Linked DNA regions of Callithrix jacchus: region 1 is linked to region 2. A link is a contact called in public Hi-C data. All regions are on one chromosome and are shown on one strand. Each heading gives the region's core, a stretch centred on a gene start, on an enhancer-like site or on the middle of the called end of the contact. The rest is flanking DNA. Distances are from core to core; before and after follow the strand shown.

Evidence for each region. A called contact is a pair of places that touch in the nucleus more often than the background predicts.
Region 1: a Hi-C map of skeletal muscle shows a contact between it and region 2, with 2.5 times the contacts expected there. The contact joins the enhancer-like site here to the promoter of FOXO6 in region 2. A contact is called at or near these places in 2 of 3 Hi-C or Micro-C datasets (both in skeletal muscle).

The regions. Positions count from the first base shown.
Region 1 is chr7:77,975,681-77,983,018 of calJac240_pri, reverse strand. No RefSeq gene overlaps it. Among named protein-coding and RNA genes, the nearest start is that of FOXO6, 62 kb to the right of the region's middle. Within about 2 kb of position 4,383, at least 3 of the 16 cell types and tissues checked have an H3K27ac peak or open chromatin away from gene starts, as enhancers often do. A contact at or near this core is called in skeletal muscle, where this site is marked.
Region 2 is chr7:77,911,871-77,918,922 of calJac240_pri, reverse strand. It overlaps FOXO6 (forkhead box O6), which reads right to left and starts at 1,437. Exons shown (of 2, transcript XM_017974605.4): 1 at 527-1,437. The coding sequence starts at 940.

The sequences.
Region 1 (7,338 bases), core at 3,134-5,633, 61 kb before region 2:
GAGGAAGGAGAGAACTTGCTGGAGGCCACACAGCTTCCAGTTGGAGGTCTTTGGCTGGGGAAGCCACACTCCCCTCACCATGCCACATCTCTGGGAGACTGCTTCCGGGAAGGAGCTCCTAGCCACGTCTCTCCAACTGCTCACCCAACGTGGGTTTTCTCGCCTGCTTGGAGAGGGCAGAGGTGAATGACAACATAGCCCAGCCGTGTAGACTTCACCCGGCAGGGGACTCATCCAGGGCAGTGCTGGCCACTGGGGCCCTGTGAATACAGAATCCTGATCCATTACACAATTCTGTCACCACTTCCAGATTCCCATCAAGAAGCCAAAAACATAAACCCTTCAAGCAAGCTGCAAGCCAGGATAGCCAGGCACGACTTTGGGGCAAGAACCTTTCATCCTCAGCCCCACCCTCCCTCTTCCCCTCCCTCAGCCACCTCCCCCACTTCCACTCACCTCCCTTCATACCCCCACACTCCCCAGGACCTGCGGCCTGGCCCAGCCTTCTCCACCAATGCCTGCCTTCATCCTAAGAGTTCCCAGGACCCCTGACAACCCAGCCAACCCTCTGCTTCTCCCTCATCACCAGCAACCTCTCCCAGCCAACCCCACCCATGCCGTGGCCTGGGTGTCCTCACCCGGAACTGCCCCTCGATATTTACTCCCTCCCCGTATTGGCCCTCCTTCACTCTCTGACCTCAGCACATCGCCTTCCTTCTCCTAGGGCCACTTTCTTCCCTGTCCAGCCTGAACCCCAAGGGGCTTTTCTGTAGCCCCCAAAAGCCTCCCCCAAACTCTGCAAAGACTCAACCATCGGGTAAACCAACTGGCCCTCCCCAAGGAACCCATCTGTGCCCTGAGCCCTGGACTCCACCCCTCCCTCCTCCCATCTACCCCTCTTCTTCACCTTCTCTTTCCCTGCATCAAGAAATATGCTCTAGCCTGGGCAACAAAACAAGACTTCATCTCTGTTAAACTTCAAAAAGAGCCGGGCTCAGTGGCACATGCCTATATTCCCAGCTGCCTGTAGTCCCAGCTACTCGGGAGGCTGAGGCAGGAGGATCGCTTGATCCCAGGAGATCAAGGCTCCCAGCATGGGTGACAGAGGCACTCTCAGAACTTTGGGAGGCTGAGGTGGGCGGACCACCTGAGGTCAGGAGATTGAGACCAGCCTGGGCAACATGGTAAAAGCCCATCTCTACTAAAAATACAAAAATTAGCTGGGCGTGGTGGTGGGTGCCTGTAATCCCAGCTACAGGGGTGGCTGAGGCAGAAGAATCACTTGAATTCAGATACAGAGGTTGCAGTGAGCTGAGATTACACCATTGCACTCCAGCCTGGGTGACAGAACAAGACTCCCCATCTCAAAACACAAACAAGCCAAAAAACAAAAAACAAAACAACTCTCTCTTAGTCCCACACTTGGCTCCAACCAGGACCCATCTTTCTTCCCGCTTCCCAGCAAAATGTATTCAAGGGTTACCTTTATGGCCAATGTCGCCATTGCACCTGCTGTCTGCTTCCCAGGCCAGCTGCTGTCCACCTCATAGTCCACCAAAACTGTTCTTACTGAGTCACTCAACACATTGTTGCTAAATACAGGAAGTGCTTTTCCCTTCCCACCCCCACCAAGAGGCAGACAGCCTAACAACAACCCTGTGAAGTAGATACTGTGATTGATTATCCCCATTTTGCAGAAGGGATACTGAGGCACGAGACCGTAACAGATTTGCTGGAAGTGAAATAGCAGGTAAACCTCAGAGCTTATCAGGCTCCCTCCCCTCAGTCCCACAAGAACCTCAGACTTGCCACAATCAAAATGAGCTCACTGACTCTGCCCTGACCTTCTTATTCCTGGCCAAGCTGGGCGCTGGATCAGACAATTAGAAGCAGCTAGACCTTGGGGGATTGTGTTAATGCCGGTGAAGTGCTTAGCACGGAGCTCAACACAGAAATGCTTGATGAAGGCCAGCTTCTATGTGTTGCTATGACACGCACATATACACACACACACATATACACAAACATATACACACAGGCACGCACGCACACATACACAGGCCACCCAAGGTCTGGCGACTCAGCACGCTGGCCTTTTTACACTTTATCAATCAGAGCAGCATGGATTTATAGCCCTGTGTGTTTGGCATAAATGCACTATTTTTCAAAAGCCAAAATAAAACTCCAAGAAGCTGTAAAAACCCAGGAGTTTGGAAGATTCCCTGCAGGGTCAATTAGGGTGAATTAGAACCTACAAATGTGAATCTACCCAACCACGTAATGGCAACTTGGACAGTGCACCTCGGAATGCTAATGAAGGCAGCGGCTGTTGGGGAGAGAGCCAGGCTGGCCTTCCGTCTGAGGCCTGTGGGGAGGGGGCAGGACCTCGCTCACCCCTGGGCTGTGTGATGGGGGCAAAGCTGGGCCCCACTCTGAGCAGCAGTTTCTTCATCTGGACATGGGGCTACTGCGGATTACTCTGGAGGGGTAAGTTCCGTCCTTATGTGAGGACTTAAAATTCTGTGTGCAGTCATTTTCATCCCTCGGCAAACATCTCAGGACTTGTGATAGTGGTTACAGGAAAAATGTGAAAGTCACCAACATTTGCTATGCATGACTGCCTCTGCAAGACAGAGTCATGCTCCCCTTCCACTGACAGAACTCAGGAGTCCCTGCTTTGGACAAGGGAGAGTGTAGGAAGTTGGATCCAGTCTCAGGTATCACACCTAGGGATGATTACAATTTTCCTCATTCTGCAGACAGAGACTGATACCTGACTCCCACACCCGGGACTGTAACCTCTCCACGCATGTGACCCAGGCCCAGCCTTGCCCACCTCCCTATGTGGTGAGGTCACAGACCTGCCCATGGCCCTGCCTGCTCCCTCAGTGCCCCCCTTGCCTAGGAAAGAACACAGCTCTTGGATCCAGAAAGCCAGGCTCTACATGCACCGCTGAGCAACCAGGAACAAGCCTGGTTGTAAGATGAGGAGGATAACTCCTGTAAAACACACACAGTGCCTGGCACTGAGTAAGAGCTCAACCAAGGTTAGACAGTTTAAAGGTCCTCACAAGCCCTTCGTGAGATAGGATCTATTACCCCCATTCTGCAGATAAGTAAACTGAGACTCAGAGAGGCTTAGCAACTTGCCCAAGGTCACAGAGCTAAGCAGCAGGAGGAGCAGGAGCTGGGGCTCAAACCAAGTCTGCCTGGCTCCAAAGGGCTCAGGATAAACCGGGCCCCATTATCTCGGGCAAGAAAAGGAAGAGGGAGGGGTAGAGAAGGGAAAGAGGAGAGAAAACAGAAGGGAGGTTTGTCATTGGCAGAGGGGACATTCCGGCAGAGGTGAAGCCAGGTGCAGGGAACTGCCTTAGGCAGAGGTTGACAGTTCACAGGAGCCAGTGGGGGCAGTGCGGGCTGGCAGTGGATGCCCTCACCCTCTCTGTCTTCTCCAGTGACCTTGCCGGCTCAGCTGTGCCACCAGCATCCCAATGAGGTGCTGCAGGTAGGGGTTTGGAGTGGCACTCCCACATGACAGGACTCAACAGGTCCTCCCCCTGCTAGGACCAGAACCAGGGTTCTGGCCTCCTTCCCTGGTAGCCAAGTGCCCCCAGGAGCTCTGTTTGGGGCCATGGGGACAGGAGGTAGGCCTGAGCCCTGAGCAGCCAACAGCCTGAGGTGGCCTCCAACCAATCCCAGAGACCTGGGGCACCTGCAAGGTGGATGGGACGCACCCACAGCTGCCAGGCTCCCAAAGTCACCTGAGGTCCCCGCCCATCTCTCCCCGAGGCCTCTGACAGCTGGGAATTCCTTGGGCATGACAAAGTTGGCCAAGCAGGGGGCTGGGAACCTGGCCTGGCAGCCTAGGCAGGGTTCTGGTTACAGCTTTGGCTGCAAGCTGGCTGTGAGGTCATGGGCATGTCACCCCCCCCTCCCTGGGACTCAGCGTCCCCACAGCCAGCTGTGGCAGTGCTGGCCTAGCCTGGAATTGGCCGAATTGGAAAAGGACTTTCCAAGCAGGAAACTTCAGAATCTGGATTCACAGAAGCCGGGGCTGGAAGGAACGAACCTCTGGCTGTGATTTCCTAACACTGGTTTACAGCTGACAGTGTCAGAATCGCCCTGGAAATGTGTGAAAATGTAGATCTAAGGGATCCCTTTCATCTCCAGTAGAGGAGTGGACTGTGGACCCAGGCACCTGGAGATTTGACAAGAATCCCAGGTCCATGCCCTCAGAGGGTTTCTTGCCCCTTCTGCCGGGGGAAGCTCTTCCAGAAAGAGGATGCCCCAGGATCCCTGAGCCTCCCTAGATATTTGCAGTCTCCTCAGAAGCCTAGAGCTGGGTTCTAGCTTTCACTCCCACCAGCAAACTTTCCATAGAATTCTCTGCCACCACCTCTCTGTCCAGGTCCTCTCCACCCAGGCCACAACTACTGGCCATTCCCACTTTCCCTCCTACCCAAGGCTTAAGGCTAGTTTTTTTGTTTTCTGCTTTTTCAGTTGAGGTCAGACTTGCATACTTGCATAGAGTAAAGGGCACTATTTTGAAGTGAACAGCTCGATGTATTTTTTTTAAGGTGGGGTCTTGCCCTGTCACCCAGGCTGGAGTGCAGTGGCTCGATCTCGGCTCACTGCAGCCTCTGCCTCCCTGGTTCAAGCAATTCTCCTGCCTCAGCCTCCCAAGTAGCTGGGATTACAGTCATGTGCCCCCACGCCTGGCTACTTTTTGTATTTTTAGTAGAGACGGGGTTTCTCCATGTTGGTCACGCTGGTCTCAAACTCCCAACTTCATGATCTGCCCACCTCAGCCTCCCAAAGTGCTGGGATTACAGGCGTGAGCCATCCCGCCTGGACAGCTCGATGTGTTTCTACCTGTGAACCCTCTGTGTCACTTCCCCCGGGCTAAGCTCTAGACCTTTTCCCTCACCCCACAGAGCTCCCATCAAGTCTCCCTGCCTTGCCTCCTGCACTGTTCTGAGTCCGTCACCATGGATGGATGTGAGAGGCCTGTTTCTGGAGTGATCTGTGCGTTCAGCACCTGGAATGCAGGCTCTCTGAAGACAGGCTGTCCTGTTCCTTACATTGTCTGGCACCAGGCAGGTGCTGGGAAGCCTGCGGCCCCCTCCAGTAGCTCCCACTGGCTCCTAGACACTTCCCTTCCCCTTCCTCCCTCAGCCCTGACCTGCACACAGCTCAGACACACCCACTGACCCCAGCCACACCCATATCCAAGCTCACGCCCACCCTTGCCCGGTGCATTTCCTCCAGCGGCCTTCCCACTTAGGATTGGGTGGCCCCCAGCTCCTACCCACTGTGGCCTCCCTCACCCCAGAGCACGGCACCGGTAGTGTTTTGTCTCCTGTGCCCATCTCACTGCCTCACCATGCTGGGTTTGACAATTGCACTGCCACCCATTAGCCCTACCATACACCCTCATACTCACACGTGTGACCATGGGCCAGTCACTCACCTTCTCTGGGCCTCAGTTTCCCCATGTGTAAAATGACACAATCAGGCTAAGTGGATTCTGTGAGCTCCTTTGGCTCTGATAATAGCAGTTGTAAATAAATATTTAGACAAATAAGTAGCCCCAAAGAATGGCTCATCACTGATGGCGGGATTGTAGCATCTGCTGGAGGCCTTTTAGAGGCAGAATTCCAAGTGTGGTGTCAAGAGCGCTGGCTGTGGAGCCGACTGCCTGGGTTAAAACCCTGGGTCTCAACTTTCCCGTCTGACAGATGGAGGTAATGGTGGGGCAGGTGATGGCGAAATAAGAGAGTGCATAGAAGTACCTGCGGTGCATGGAAGCCTGGCACTCACCTTGTGCTCAGTAGCGTGCAGCTCCTACTGGCATTCGAAGGGCACAGTCACTCAGCAAGGTCCTGGAGTCCACATCCGCCCAGGACAAGAGGGCGGAGCAAAATGTGGCAGCAGTTTCTTCTGTTTGCCACCAGAGGGCACTATGATGCAGCCAAGTGCATCAAGGCCTCCCAACTCACCCCGGGAAAACCACTCCTGAGGGAGGAGGGCAATGCCAGCTAGAGCCTGCCGAGAGGGCAAAGACAAGCCTTCGCCTTCCAGAAGGACATCCACCAGTGCAGCCCTTTCTCCAGAAGATGCCCCACACCACCTCAGCCTGACATTCTGTCCATTTCTATCACAGCCTATCCACAACAGCCTAGAGAACACCAACCTTCCTACCAAAGCCATTAGACCCATTTCACAGATGGGGAAACTGAGGCCCAAGAGAAGGCAAAGCCAGCCCCAGGTCATGGGTGAATTTTGGCCTCCCTGTTCCAACTGGCTTCCCTGCACATTCTCTAAGCATCCGTGGTGTGACTCAACGGAGGCTGGGGCACCAGCACCTACGATGCCTCCCAGGCTCCCTGAAGGCTTTGGGAGACAAGGGAAGCCACAAGTGTGATGGTGGGGAGGCCTCAGGGTGAGGGATGGAGAGAGCTCAGGGTGGGACCCAGAGGGAGGCAGAGTAAAGCAATCCGGGAAACAGAGCGGGGCACAAGAGAGATGTGGGAGAGACATTCGGAAGAGATGGGTGGGACAGGAAGAGAGACAGATGGACAGATGGAAAAATTGAACCCTGAGGGAGAACTCAGGGAGCAAAGGCCACCGCAGGAGGAGGAGGAAGGGAGAAGGGAGAGCTCCCAGATGCAGGGAGTGCTCTAGGAAGAGAGATGCAGCAGACACAGAGACAGCTGGGAGGGGAAGAAAGAGCCCCTCCCCTCTCACTCCACAGCCTCCTACACCCCAGAAGCTTCACCCTGGGCTGGAGGAGGGGACCCTCCTTCCCTGTCCTGGGGACTAAGCCCAGGCTTAACCCTCAGCATCTGCCCCACCCCCACCCAGCAGACTCCTGGGTCAGACACCTCCTCTTGGGGATGGCGGTTGAGCCAGGATCCCTGGGGCACCTGAGGCAGACAGGTGGGGTCCCCGAGGCCATGTTGCTAGGCGATGCGGCCCCAGGGCCAGCTTATCTCCTGAGCCTCTTCCAGGGCAGGGCTTGGGACTCACCTGGGGCCCCAACCTCCTGGAGCTCCCGCCTATTCAGCCCTGCTGGGCATCCTACAGGACCCTGTGCACTGAAGAGGCACCTCGATCTTTCCCTGGCCTCCGAAGGCAGAGGGAATGAGACTTGGTGAGCACCAGTGTTTGCCAGGCCTGGCCAGCTCCCAGCACCCTGTCCCACCCTGTCCCACCCTATCCCAGTGCTGGGCCGGTGTGCTCTTGAGAAACACTAAACTCCCAGAGAGGGCTGGTTCAAATTCCACCTGCCTTTTACAAGCTGTGTGACCTTGGGCAGGTCACTTCCCTCCTCTCCCT
Region 2 (7,052 bases), core at 188-2,687:
GAGAAGAACTATGGGCCCATGGTCACACTCCTCACCCTGGGGACAGCTCCAGGAAGGGCAATGATAGAGATTTGGGAGGGAAAGCCGACATTGGCTCCAAGTCATTATTCCAGCGCTCTAAGAAGGGTGCCACGGAGGAAAGGGTAAAACAAGAGTCACACAAAGCAGACTAGGGGGAGGAGGGGGAAGTTCCCCAATGTCCACGGCCTGGGAATGGGTTTCTCTGCTATGCCCCCAAGGACAGGGTGGGGACGTTCCTTGGGGACGCCTCAAAGCGACAGTCCCTTGTCACCCCACCAGACCTCCCACCCGGCATCCCACCCTGCAAGAGATCACGCACACAGCTGCTCCCAGTACGCCCCCGCCTGTCCGCTGGCCGGCCCCACGCCCTGGGCGCACACTCTGTGACCCCTGGGGGTGCCAAAGAGCCCTCCTCCTGACAGCCCGCCTGGAGCCCAGCGCACCTAGCAGCCCCTGGAAGCCCCAGTCGGCGTCCCCAGCCCCCTCCCCAGCCGGACGCCCCCACCTTCCAGCCGGCCGAGCTGTTGCTGTCGCCTTTATCCTTGAAGTAGGGCACGTAACGGACCATCCAGTCGTAGATCTGCGAGAGCGTGAGCCGCTTGTCCGGGGCACTCTCGATGGCTTTGGTGATGAGGTCGGCGTAGGACAGGTTCCCCCACGCGTTCCGCCTGGAGCTCTTCGCTTTGCGCAGCGGTCCGACCTCCGCGCCCAGTGGCGGCGCTGGGGCCATCGCCGGGGCAGTCGCCCGGCGCTCCGGCCCGCAGTCCTCCGCGCCCTCGGCCACCCCTGCGCCCAGCGCTCCGTCCTCGTCGCCAGCCAAGTCGGGCTGCGGCAGGGGCCAGGTACACGAGCGCGGCCGGCTCTGCGGCGCGAAGTCCGGGTCCACGTCCACCTGATGCGCTCGCAGCTTCGCAGCCATGGTCCCGCCCGGCTCGGGCGAGGAGGGGAGGGAGGCTCTGCAGAGGGTGGGAGGGCGGCTCCGGGATCTGCACGCCCCGGGGAGGCCCGCGGGAGGGGTCTCTGGCGGCGCTGTCTCAGCCGCGGGGCGCCATGGGCCGAGGCGCGGAGGTAGGGGGCTGGACGCGCTGGGGAACACGAAGGGAGGGAAAGACCCGGGCAGTGAGGGGGCGGCGGCCCGGGAGCCCAGCGGACACACACCTCGCCCAGCCCGGCTTCTAGCACCTGCTGCCTGCCTGCGCCTGCAGCCACCACAGCCACCGCCGCTGCCGCCGCTCCCCAGGCGCCGGCCCTGCGCACGGGCCCCGCTCTCCCGGGACGAGGCCGTACTGCACCATGCCGGAGCCCGAGCCGGTGCCGGAGCCCGCGCCGCCGCCCCGTGAATGCCGCTGCCGCCGCCGCCGCTCCGGCTCCAGCGCCAGCTCCCGCGCCCGCCGCGCTCAGCGCCGGCTGCGCCTCGGGATGGGCGGGGGACGGGGAGGGGGCGGGCCCGGCGAGGGAGGGGGCGGGGCTTTCCGCTTGCTGCCGCGGAACCCTCGACAGGCCCAGGTGCCCCGCCCTCGAGCTGGGAGACCGGACGCGGAGCTCCCAGCTCGGGGCGACCCCGCCGCAGCCCCTGCAAGCAATAGCGCCGCCTACGGAGCAGGGGCGGAGCGGCGGGCGCGACCCCGCCCCCTGCTCGGCGCGGAGGGGGGGGTCTAGGGGGCGGGGCATCAGCGTTCCGATTGGTCCGTTGCTGGACTGTCCCGCCCATGGGCTCGACAAGCTCCCTCCCAGAAGCGCGTCACCGGTTATTGTTACAACCTGGGGTTTCCCGGGGCAACGGGATGGGCGGGGCTCAGAGCACTGGCCCCGCCTTCTACTCCAGAGAGGAATGCCCGCCCTCTGTTTCTAGACCCCCTGACGTTCCCAAGTCTCCGTTCCAGGAACCTGAGAGGGAGAATGATCGAACTCTCTACTCTTCTTTGTGCCCTGGACTGGGCTGGGGAAAAAGAATGGGTCAAGAATACCTGCGTTCCTAGGCCAGGCTTTGCCACAACTCTCGCTCCTCCATCAGCAAACGTGTTCTTCATGGTGCCTGTGGGCATAGTTTGAGAGCTCCAGTTCTCAAAGTTTAACGCGGAGCAGAATCATCCCCTAGAGCTTGTTAACATTACTGGACTCCAGCTCCAGAGTTTCCGATTCGGCGGGTCTGTGTTGGGGCCCCAGACTTTGCATTTCTAACCAGCTCCCGGGTGATGCATGAGGGACTGCACTTGCAAACCACTGTTGTAGAGTCTGTGGGAGGTCCTCACCGCGGTTGTTGGAACAAGCACTTGTCTGAAGTTCATAGTGTTTGGAGGGAACCTTCTCATTCAGTTCCTGGATATTTATTGACCTCCTTTGGCACACCAGGCACTGTCCAGGGCTCTACAATGAGAGCAGCAACTGAAACAAATGAGGTCCCCTACTGCATAGACTCGTCAGGAGTCAGATGCTAATCAGATCATCACATGAGCTCAGAAGGGCGAGGCTAGCTGAGAGATTGGGCAGTCCATGGCTTCATCCTACAGGCTGCTGAGCTAGGTTTCCAGTCACCACTGCACCTGCTGGCCTTTGCTCAGGGTATTTATGCCCTCTGCCTAGGACACCATTTTCCCTCCGCAAGGCCCTCATCAGAGATTCTCCCACTATTAAAAGCTCAGTGCAAATGTCAACTTATCCCTGACACCTTCTCTAGCCCCCAACTCCCAACACTTGTCTCTGTTCTCTGCTTGCCCAGACCGCTTGTTGAGCTGCCAGCAACACCTCGTCCCCCTTTAGCACAATATTCCTATTTTGCCAGTCAAGAAACTGAGCCCTAGAATGGGCAGGTGACTTGCCCAGGTGGCATGGCCAGGACTGGAATCTCCAGATCCTGACTTCTTCACCAGCCAGTACCTTGCTCCTGAGGAGCCTGGAGATGCAAAGATCTCTGGGCAGTGGGAGGGCTGAGCCCAGGCCATGGGAGATGGCCTCCTTTCTCAAAAATTTCTTTCTTCCAGTTTAGGACCTGAGGAGCAGGGCCAAGGGTGAGGGTGGGAGTGGGGCTGGAGGACCCCCTCCTCATCCCCCAGGGTGGGAGCAGGCCTTGCTTGCAGATGCCTGGTGTGACATCTGCTTGAGTCACATCCCAAAGCAAGGGTAGGCATGGGAAGTGCTGGCTGACAACCCCCCCGCCCCATACATACACACACCCTGCAGGTGGTTCTGTTTAGAGTCACAAGGAGCCTGAAATCATTGCTGAATCCCCCTCCACCACCACATCTCTCAGATGCCCTCCATGCCTGGGGAGTCCACACTGGGGGCTGCCCCCTAAGGGACCCTGGAGATTGAGCAAGCCTCTTCACAGTCTCCAGCCCCGACCCAGCTCTGAGCTGTGAGACAGAGGCCTGCTGAAAGCCAGACCAGTGTTGGGAGGATCTTTAGCTGGGGGCCCTGGCACAGGCTGCCACCATGGGTCTGGGAAGCCAGGCTGGCAGGGATGCACTAGAGGCTGACTCGGGCTCTGCTCAGGCCCCTGCCCTGCCCAGTGTCCACAGCTGCTACCTGGACTCTCCTCTGAGGCCCATGTCTGGTACACTCAGCCCTACACACACACACACACACACACACACACACACACACACATTCAAACTCATACCCAATAGTGCACTCTCACATGCTTCTTCACTCACAACTTGGCCCCTGCTCACACATTCATTATGAGGCAGTATAACATAGTGATTAAGAGCATGGGCAAGTTACATAACTGCTCAAAGCCACTCTTTCCTACTCTACAAATGACTATCATATTAGCAATACCTTCGCAGGATATTTGAAAAGTTAAATACGTTTATGAATGTGAGCACCAGGCTCAGAATAAGCAGGCAGTAAATGCTAGCTGTTTTTATTGCTACTGTTGTGTATACGCATCTCCCCTTCCTACTTTGCCCATCTCATGCCGTCCCACCTGCTCTTACCATGCACACACTCACAGCTGCTCTCACACATGGGCTCACTCACAAGCACTCTCACCACGTGCCTCATACGTGTGTCCGAATTACACAGACCTATGGTTTCTACCTACAGTTCCCTTGACCACCAGTTCCCACCCTTCCCTCCTCCCCCAGGTTGGCTCTCAAGCTCCCATCCACCCTCCCTTCCACACCCACATTCATTCCTGATCACAAACAAGCCCCCACTTGCTTCCCCTTTCATTCCTCCTTTTTCCTTTTTCCACACGCAGCCACATTTTCTTCACTCGCACCTTCCTGGACCCTGGAACATGCTCGCATTCCAGTGCACACGCATGCGCTTGCCCACAGGAAGATGGATGTTCACGTTACCCACTCAGCTGGTGCTTAGATCACAAAACTTGTACACATACACTCAAACAATCCCAGTGAATGCCTCAATACCTCGGCTGGCTCACCCACTCCCAGCGGGGAGTACACACCATGCAATTCTCTCAATGCACACTGCCATGGGCAGACACCCCCCCACCTGGGGCTATAGTGGCACTACCCTGGCCCTCGAGAAACTGTCTCCTCCCTGTCACTTCCCCTCCTCCAGTCCCAGCTCCCAGCCCCTCCCAGTGCTCAGAATAGCCCCTGCCACCACTGCTGCTGCCACTGCTGAGCCGTCAGGGCCCGCCAGAGCCCGCTTCCCAGTGCTCGATGCCAGCTCTCCCGGCTCACTCAGGGCAAGTGAGGACAGGAGGACGAGCTTCTCTGAGGCCTGATGGGCATAGCTGCCCTGCATCCCCAACAGCCCCTTCCAGAGCCCACCTGGAGGAAGTCAGCCCTCCTGGGACTGGCTGTTGCCACTTGCTCAGTTTTCACCTGTGACCCTGGTCCTCATAACCCCAGCAGAAAGCAGAGAGGGCTGCCTCTCAGAGAAACCCAGGTCTGCGGGGGAGGAGGTTTGCTCAAGGAAGTGCAGTAAGTTGGGAGCACAGCCAGACCGCAGTCAACCCAATCATTCCTAGCCCATCACTCTGGGGCTTGAGAAGACCCTCCCCCAAATCACATGGTTATCAAGAACCCCCACCCTGCCAGCACTGAGAGAGCCTGGTTGACATTTAATGCCACCGTTGCCAGGAAAAAAGAATAGCACAGGGGTGAGGTCTGGGGACACCTCTGGAGGGGTGGTGACCAGAGGAAGCCTCCAGAGGCAAAGAGGGGGAGTGTCTACAGAAGCCAGAGGGGATATCAGGACAGCTGGGAGTGCCTCCAGGACAGGCTCAGGCCTGGCCCCTGCAGAGACAGTGTCAGGGAGTGGGTGGGGCTGAGCTGAGGAGGCAAGGCTGAAGGGACAGTGCAGCAATGCAGGCCTCCATGAGAAGACCCAAGGCCCCTCCTCGGCCTGCACAGACCACAGGCCAGACCTGGGCAGAGAGTTCTGCTGGCTTTGGGCAGGCAGCTTACAGCAGCAACTGCTGGGTGCCCAAGAACATGGAGCCCTGGCCCCAAGGACCTTGCACCTTCCTTTTCCAGAGGGCTATACCATCACTGCAGGGTAGAGAATTAATGCCAAAGTGAGCTCCCCTTACAGGCCAAGCCCATTCTGCACCCCATCCCATTCAATCCTGTATTCTTAACCCCATAAGTTTCCCTAAGCACTTACTAAGTGCTGGCCCCTGTTGAGCACCTGACAGGCATTACCCAAAAGACTCCTAGGAGCAAGAACTGGGCCCATCCAGTTCACTGCTGTGTCTCTGGGGCCTAGAGCAAGGGTGACACAGAGGAGACCTTCTATATATTTATTAAATGAAGGAATGAGCTCCTTTCTTCTCATAACCACCTAAGAAGCAGATACTATTATTCCCATTTTCTGGATGAGGAAAGTGAGGCTGAGAGAAGGGAAGTGAGTAACTTACTTCCCTGGAACTCAAACTAGAGTCTGGATTTGCCCTGGCATAGCACTGAGGGGCAGGGAAAAAATGAGCTTAGGGGCAAATGACTTCCCTTTTCTAAGTCTCAGTTTCCTCATCTGTGAAATGGAAATGGCTGTACTTATATCAAGATCCCATATGTGAGATGCCAAGCACAAAGCCCTACAAAGAGCAAATGTCAAACATCACATTCCCTTTGTCCTGCTCTGCCTTGAGTTTGTCCCGATAGTCTAAATTTTGGCAGGACCTCGCCTGGGATCTATGCCTATACGTCACCTGCCTTCTGTACCATGGGAAGGAGGTATATTAATTTGCTAGGACTGCTATAATAAGGTACCACGAACTGGGTGGCTTAGAACAATAGGAATTTATTGTCTCACAGTTCTGGAAGCTAGCAGTCTGAAATCAAGGTGTTGGCAGGACCACACTGTCTCTGAAGGCTCTGGGGAAGCATTCGTCCTTGCCTCTTCTAGCTTTGGGAGGTTGCCGGCAATCAATCCTGAACGTTCCTTGTTTTGTAGATGCATCGCTCGAGTCTCTGCCTCTGTCTTGTGGTGTTCTTCCCTGCCTGGGTCTTCACATGGCAATCTCCTGTCCGTCTCTTTCCTCTTCTTACAATGACACCCGCCATATTGGATTTAGGGCCCATTCCATTCTAGAATGACTTCATTGTAACTTAGCTAATTACCTCTGCAAAGACTTTATTTTCAAACAAGGCCATATTCTGAGGTTCCTGGAAAGGTATAAATTTTGGGGGGCCACTATGGAACACAGTGCGAGAGAGTAACAGAAAACGTGTAGAATTTGGAGACAGGCAGGTCCAGATTTGAATTCTGCCTCCTTCACGAAGAAGCTGTTTGACTTGGACTTCTCTGAGTCTTGTTTCTTACCCTGTAAAGTGAGGACAACAACACTGACCTCCCAAGGTTGCTGCAGGGAAAAGATAAGTGATGCTTTGATGGTAGTGCCTGGCAGAATAAGACCTAGCATCTCACCATGGCCTCACTGCATGCCAGGTCCTGCCCAAGTGTCCTTTCCTCTGGATTGCCCTGTTCCCAGGCCTCCAACAGTGCTGTGAAAACGCTGGGCTGCTTTCTGCTGCTACTGGCCCTGCTGTTGGCTAAGTCACTTAGCTCTGGGGCTCTGTTTCCTAATCAGTCAAATGGGTGGAGGGCCTAGG